Regions from separate parts of the Rattus norvegicus genome. Here region 2 is linked to region 1. A link is a contact called in public Hi-C data. All regions are on one chromosome and are shown on one strand. The core of a region is the stretch at or near the end of the contact, and the rest is flanking DNA. Distances in the headings are between cores, read along the strand shown.

Region 1 (3,915 bases), core at 959-3,458:
CCTCACATTTTATCACTTGGTAGATAGAAGCACAAGCAGACAGAGAGGCTCACTCGATTCCTACCTTGTGTATAGGTCATGATGGCCAGGATGTACAGGTGCCTAACACCGCCATGTCTGAGTTGACTGTTCCATGAATCCATCTATCTGTGTACCAATCCGTCTGTGCACCCACTGGCTAAGAGCTTTTTTACTTCAGACTCAGGAATCAAATAGAAGTGAAAACAAAGATTAAATTCATGATTTTATAACAATGGAAAGAGTGCACCCAAATGGCGGAAAGTACAAGTAAATTATCCATCCATTTATAACAGTGACAAATAGTTATTAAAATACTCTCGTGTGGCAGGGAAGAGGTATGGAGGGCATAACGGCAGATAAAATATTGTTCTATATTGTAGCATTTCATAGATATGCATCTCCGACCTTGCATCATAGTCTCTTCCCTCCAGTCCCTCCACTCTAGAGCTCTCCTTTTCCATCACAGAAAATTCCAGACGTCTCTTGACCCAGGACTATTACACGTGGATTTACTTCTGCCTAGAATGATCTCTCTCCAGATTTACTTTTCACACTTCTCTCAGGGCTCTGCCTCAAGGACTTTCGGGCAGCTAGAGAAGACCCATTGAAAGGTCTTCTCATTTATATGTGCATCAGTTTAATCGAAAGCTAGTTATTGAATGTCCACCTCATGAAGTCTGCCTTGAGGACTCTACATCAGAGAACAGGCCCCTATTACCGCAGTGATTCTGACCTCCTTCATCTGAAACCTCCCACCGATTACCCACATATACATGTACATGCACAGACACACAGACACATGCACAGACACGGACACACAGACAGATACACATATACACATGCGCGTGCACACACACATATACATGGACACACAGACAGACACACACACATACGCACACACATACACACACATACACACACATGCACACATACACATACATACACATACACACATATACACATGGACAGATAGACAAGACACACACATACACACACATACACACATATACACACAGACAGATAGACAGACACACACATACACACACATACACACATATACACACGGACAGATAGACAGACACACACATACACACACATACACACATATATACACACACAAACACACACACATACACATACACACACATACACACACATACACACACATACACACATACACACACATACACACATATACACATACACACACATACACACATATACACACATATACACACACAAGCAGACACACATACACATACACACATACATACACACATACATACACACATACCATACACACACACACACACACACACACACACACCCCTTTTCGTTGATCTTCCCCAGGGCCCAAATAGAGTGAATACATACATTTCACAGGGTGGATGATCTGCTCATTACTCCATCCCCATGTCCAGAAACAATAGATGCTCAACAAAAACGATTGTGTGAATAATGCTAGAAGAGACCAGTGGATTGCAACATCGGAGGAATGATTACTTTGTATCAGATTAGGAAGCATTCAATGAAAAGTTGTTACTTAGAAAAATAAAGTTCACATCTACTAGACAGATCCACGGTTAGCTCCAAGACAGATTTATCCAGCCTTTCAGAAACAGAGGTGCTGGTTAGATGTGATGAATGACCACACGATGCCTGAAAAATTTTCCATTACCCTTTGCTACTTTTTCTTTTTGGACTGTCTGGGACCATCTGGAAACAAATGGGTTTGACCTCATTTCCAAAACTACTTGCAAAGTCTGTTCTTGCTAACCAGGAGCTAAATCTTCACTAGCGGTCGTCTCTGCCTGCTGCTCTGTTCCTATCTTACAGCGATGTCTACTGATGGGACTCGTGAGGACGTGGAGCATTTTCCCTGTCACAAAAGCTATCATTCACTAGAGATGTAGCAGGCAATAAGTCTAATGTCCACTGGAATAGCTCTGTGGAAGCGGCCCTGCCAAAGAAAACAGGTGCTCAATGACTATGGAACAAGTTTGAGCAGAGAATCCAAGCTGAGACCAGACACATGTGACCACTGTTCTCATGGCTGCGGAGATCAGGCAGGTAAATGTGTGCTCCCAGGCAACCAGAGAAGACCCTCTGAAGCTCTGTTTCATGTCTGAATCCGTTCAACAGTCATCTGCTGACTGTCTGCTTTGTACAGGGTTCAGAGAATGACCCAGGCTCAACTCAACCAGAGGGCATGCATGGCACATTTGTGGGGCCACCTCGGGTGTCTGACAGCCTTCCTTTGTAGGTTGTCTGACTCAAACAGCATTGTATGCAGGAAAAAAAACCACCCAATCTCCAAAGGTTTTCTAAAATAGCAAGAAATAGAGGCTGGGAGGAATGTCTTGGTAAATTGCTTGCCTTGTCTGTGTGAATTCAGATTCCCAGAACCCATGTAAAATACCAGGTGTGGCGGCATATGCTCATAACTCCAGGCATGGCAAGATAGGAGGTGGGGACAGGTGGATCCCTGCAGCTTTCTGGCCAGGTTGCTTAGCCTACTCGGTAAAGATCCAGGCCGATGAAAGAGGATCCTAAGGAGTGACATCCTGTCTTTGCCTTTGATCTTTACATGCATCTACACATGTGTACATATACATCTATATACAGACAGGCAGATACACGGGAGAAGCTTTCAGAAAACAAAGGCAGGGGTTTGAGGATGGAGTATTTTAACGTGTTTTCCCTACCAGGTGCAAGGTTTACTGGGCACCTCCTTCGCTCTTTTCTTCCATTGGCTGTGGTTTCTCCAACATTCATCATAGCTTGTTAAGAAAGATAATTTGGATCCTGGCTAGAAAACCCCTCCCAACGATCTGCTTCATTTTCGAGCAAGCAGAATGAAATCATCAAGACTAGAGAGCCAAAATAGAGAGACAGGGAGACAACTCACATGTAGGAGGCCTCAGGTATAGGTCTCTTTTCGAGGTGCTGTCAGAAGGAAGACAAGATAGGCTGTGTCTGGGACAACGTTCGTGGTTGAGGCAGCTGTTTGCTGATACCTCACACATCCTTAGAGACTCAAGAGTGTCAAGAGTGACACATGAGGGCTTGGGTAACCAATGGGTCACTTGACACTGTAAGGGTTTGGATTGTGAGGTCTCTGATTCTACTTCGGCTCTCCTCTGTGCAGATATGAAGCATGATTTACCAGTTATAAGAAAGGAAAGGCCCATGAGCAACTCAGTATCTGGGTCAGAGTCAGGCAGAAGTGGGGCAAGGGATGGACAGATTTACCGTCTCCCCATGTCTGGACATTGGCTTTGTAGTGATGAGCAGTTTGGTCATCTGGCTAGATACAGTGGAGCCTGGACCACAGGATGTTTGGGGGGATACTCCATGAGGCTAATAGAAGGGGAAACAAAACTGGGAGGCGTTTCTGGAGAAAGATGTCCTGTGTAGGAAACAATGCAGCGAGAAGCCACTGACCTTCAAGTGGGCAATGGATTCATGTTAGTCTTAGAGACAAAGAATTGTACCTTACCTTCTCTTTGTATCTCTGTTTCTCTCTCTCTCTCTCTCTCTCTCTCTCTCTCTCTCTGTTCCTGTGTAAGTACAGATGCACATGCATGTATGTGCGTGCAAAGCACGTAAATGGAGACTAGGGGTCAATTTTGTGTGTCTTCCTTAGTCTCTCTCCAGCTTGTTTTTTCCTTAAGACTCATTTCATTTTAAGTACATGAGTGTTTGTATGTATGTATGTATAACATGTGTATGCTTGATGGCCATGGAGGCTATAAAAGGGCAGCCTATCTCCTGGAACTGGAGTTACAGATGGTTTTGAGATTCATTGTGGGTGCTGGGAGCTCAACTCCAATCCTCAGCACGGCCATCAAGTGCTTTTGATTGATGAACTATCAGTCTAGCTCCATCTTCTTT
Region 2 (3,915 bases), core at 387-2,886, 250 kb before region 1:
TGCATGTGTGTGTACGTGCGTGCACGTGTACACGTGTGTGTGCATGTGTGTGTACATGCATGCATGTATGCACATGTGTGTGCATGTGTATGTGTGTCCGTGTGTGTGTGTGTATGTGTATGTCCATGTGTGTGTGTTTAAGATGAGAGGGTAGAGTATGGTTAGAGTATAAAGCTTTACCTGGATGTTAGAATCTTTTTGTTTATTCAGTATTGTGTGTGTGTGTGTGTGTATGTATGTATGTATGTATGTGTCCGTGTGTGTGTGCATGTGTGTGTGCACATGCATGTGGAAGCCAGGGGGAGACATGAGGCACTATTCATACTATCTGGTGCAGATTCTTCACGGCCTGGAACTTGCCTAATAGGCTCGCTCACTTGCTAGCTAGTCCCTGCAACCACCTTGTCTCAGGCTCTCCAACGATGAGATTTTGAGTGTGTGCCATTTTGGCTTCTCCCATCTCTTTTTTAGAGTGTGGACTCTGGGGATCAAACTCAGGTCCTCAGGATTGCGAGGCAAGAACTTCCTTAACAGGGTCGTCTCCTCACTCCCACATTCTTCACAGCAGGATCTTGTAGAGCAGGGCATGCAAGCCCCAGACACTGACAGCTTCCTGCCCCTGGCTTTTCATGCCAGAAGTCCTTCCCCCACCAAGGAGGGCAGGTAACCTGACTCAGACCATGTCTCCAAAGAGCATGGGTTATCCTCACTAATCCGATAGCTACCCTTTCCCTGCAGTTCTGAGGTGCCTGTCGTACCTGGTGTGTGTCTCTTCTGCTGCCTTGCGATCCTCGAGAGAGCAGGGGCTACCTCATTAGATTTTAACGTGCCCAGTTCTTGTCTAAGGAACTCTGCACAGTGTAGGTGTTCAGAAAACTTTTTCAAGTGGATTGGCTGACTGAAAGAGAGCTTTCTTAGGAGAAACTATCCAAGAGCCAACTTTTTCTACAGAGAGACAAGAGAGGTCATAAGAAGATTTTTTTTTTTTTGAGATAAGGTGTCCCTATACGAATACATGAATTCACATGAATTCACACGGCTGGCCTTGAATTCACAGAGACCCAACTGCCTCTGCCTCCCCAGTGCTGGGTTTAAAGGTGTGCACACCATCCTCGGTGGGAAGAAATTTTGAACAGAAGCCAGGAGACAATGGTGCCTCAAGTCTATTACGGCCACCGCCTCCTGTGAACCTGAGAAACACTTTGAGTTACTACTATCTTACGTCACAAGTGACTACGCCGAGGCCCTAGGACACTGGGTCAAGGCCTTTCTGCCCAGAGGCCTGGACTGCACCTTGGTGTGCTTGGCCAAAGCCCCAATCCTATGCGAGGCAGCTGTCTTTGTGTGGCTGCCTTGGGATAATCTGACAGGAATAGAGAGGAGGCGTCTTGGGCAGGTGTTTTGAGAAAGGAAAATGGAGTCATCGCTTGTTCTTTTGATGTGTTTTCCACCATGAGTCCCCTCCTTGGTCCCCAGATGCCTTGCCGCTCGGCTCCAAGCCATGGCTCCCTGCCTGTGAGGCAGCAAGGATTCTGTCCCCATCATCATGGTGGTAGCCGATGGCACTGGACAGAGCCCAAGAGAGTCACCTAAGCCTCAGCTCCACTCAACCACTGCCCAGAGAGCAGCAAAGCAGGCCTGGAAGCAGAGGGGAGGCAGGAAACTGGACCCTGTGTACAGGCAGATGACACAGTCTCTGGCCAAAGGCTGTGCCTCAGCTGGGCTGCTGAGAAGGCTCTGATGGGTGGGTCTGAGGAGGCAAGAATTAAGCAGAGATGGGAAAAATACAGCAGGAGACCAGGATGCCTGCAGAAACAGACTATGGAAAGACATGATGCTTATTAACCAGACACGGACGAGAGAGGGAGGGAGGAAGGGAGGGAGGGAGGGAGGCGTCAGCCAAGTGGATGCGGAGAAACAGAACATAGACCTCATCCCAGGAACTGTTTTTAAGCCGCGGAGTGTCAAGAGATGTTATTTTTGTATTTGTGACATTTTGAGCTGCAGCCACTTACAATTTAAAAGGACCAAAAAGAAAATCCTCAATCAACCTAACTCATCCTTAGGACGGGGGAAAGACACAGTGCTTAGCTGCTGGCTGCTGTTTTGAGGGTCCCGGAGACCCCCCTAGAGTATTTAAGAAGCCAGGCTCACAGTTCAGGGTCCCTTAGTCCTCCATGCTGATGTCAGAACAGGAGGTGAGGCAGGACCAGGGCTGTGCACCCGAAACTGGGATCAGATCAGGGCAAGGATGACATCGTTAGGAGGTAAAATCCTGGGACAGGAAGGTCACATCCAGCACTCCTTCCAAGGACTTCCAGTGCCTGGCGGGGTCCGCATAGTCTGAGCCCTGAGGGAGGTCTGGCTTATCCCTTTGCTCAAGGTTTTGATTGATCTCAGATTTAATTTTGTCTTCCAGGCATTTCTGACAAAGCTCCAAGCAGGAAAACAATATTAGTTTTCTTTTCTCTTCACGGGGAAAAAAAAAAAGGGTAGGACCTTGCAATCATTTTCTTTTGTGAGAGAGGATGAATTAAGATGTCTGTGGGCAGGAAGGAATAAAAGATGATGGTAGCTAGGAGGAGGTTGGTAGGTCTTGAAGATTGCCCAACTGTAGCTGCCTCAGCCAAGCAACAATAGTGCACTGGTTTTTTAGTTTTTTGTTTTTGTTTTTGTTTTTTGTTTTTGTTACTTTGACACAAAGTAAAATCTCCTGGGAAGCAGGTGCCCCATTTGAGGAACTTCCTCCACTGAACTGGCTTGTGTGCAAGGATATGGGGGGCATTTTCTTGATAAATGGTTGATGTGGGTGGGGCTAGCTCACTGTGGGCGGTACCGTCCCTAGGCAGGCCAGCTGTGTATAAGGAAGCAGGCTGAGCAAGCAAACTGAAGAACAAGGCAGTTAGAAGCATTCCTCTATCCTCCTTCCAGGTTCCTACCTTGGTTTCCCTCAGTGATGGACTGTGAGCTTGGTTTCCCTCAGCAGCCTGTGAGCTGAAGTTACCCTTCCCCCTCTGCTGTGATGGACCCAACCCCGTAGCTTTTAGATTTTAAGACTATGCAGTAGGAAGGAAGTAGATGACTTTGTAGCTTTGGAGTGGAGAAGCCACTGAGTGCTCAGAGCTGCTCAGAGCTCAGTGAGCTGTTGTAGGAGCTTGGAAGATAGGACGGGGAGCAGCGAGAAGACTGGAGGCCTGGCTTGGGAAGTTTCAGATCGATGTCTCAGAGTCCTTTAAAGACCTATTGGGACCATTCGTGTGATGTTTTGAATTAAGAATCTGTAACTTTTGGTCAGCTTGGACTGAGAAATCAGCTGCGACCGCACACAGAGAGGTCAGCATTACTGGAATGAAATCTCCTGGGGTTTATTCAGCCAGAGCCATCGCTTGGACTGCTGTGGTCTGGAGAGAAGGCCAAGGCGGCCTCTCAAGTTGGTAGCCAAACTTGGTAATCTGTAAGTGTCTCCAACATGGTGCTGGCTTTGAAGGCAAGGAGGACTCATGGAGAGCAGCTGAGGCTTGGCACGATGTGGCAGGGATGGAGTTCCTGTAGAGAGGTCAGGAGGCAGTAGGTGATACTGTTTCCATGGAGACCCCAGCATACTGGAGATAGGGAGACCACTAAGGACAGTGACTCCACCCAGGTGTGGTGTCTGGGTGACAACTTGCACATGGTACCGATGGCAGATCCAGAATGATGGGGCTACCTAAGCCCTTAGGAGCTCAGAGGACGGTGAGTGACTCTCAGACTTCAGACACTATTTACACTGTTGCGGTATTTGACGCAGTAGTTAAAATGGAGCAAAGTCAATAACTTCCTCCCTCCCAGTTCCTTACACTGTCAGCAAATGGGACCTCAGCTTGGGATCTGGGTAGGATTGCCCATTACCCACCTCTTCTGGAAGAGGTGTCACCC

The links. A called contact is a pair of places that touch in the nucleus more often than the background predicts.
Region 2: a contact with region 1 is called in a Hi-C map of frontal cortex, with 5 times the contacts expected there. The contact joins two enhancer-like sites. A contact is called at or near these places in 4 of 12 Hi-C or Micro-C datasets (the A7r5 cell line, Schwann cells, frontal cortex and 1 more).

The regions. Positions count from the first base shown.
Region 1 is chr8:122,190,839-122,194,753 of GRCr8, reverse strand. The region is part of intron 4 of LOC102554279 (a long non-coding RNA gene); the gene reads left to right. Among named protein-coding and RNA genes, the nearest start is that of Pdcd6ip, 330 kb to the left of the region's middle. Within about 2 kb of position 2,208, at least 8 of the 93 cell types and tissues checked have an H3K27ac peak or open chromatin away from gene starts, as enhancers often do.
Region 2 is chr8:122,443,397-122,447,311 of GRCr8, reverse strand. No RefSeq gene overlaps it. Among named protein-coding and RNA genes, the nearest start is that of Pdcd6ip, 80 kb to the left of the region's middle. Within about 2 kb of position 1,636, at least 9 of the 93 cell types and tissues checked have an H3K27ac peak or open chromatin away from gene starts, as enhancers often do.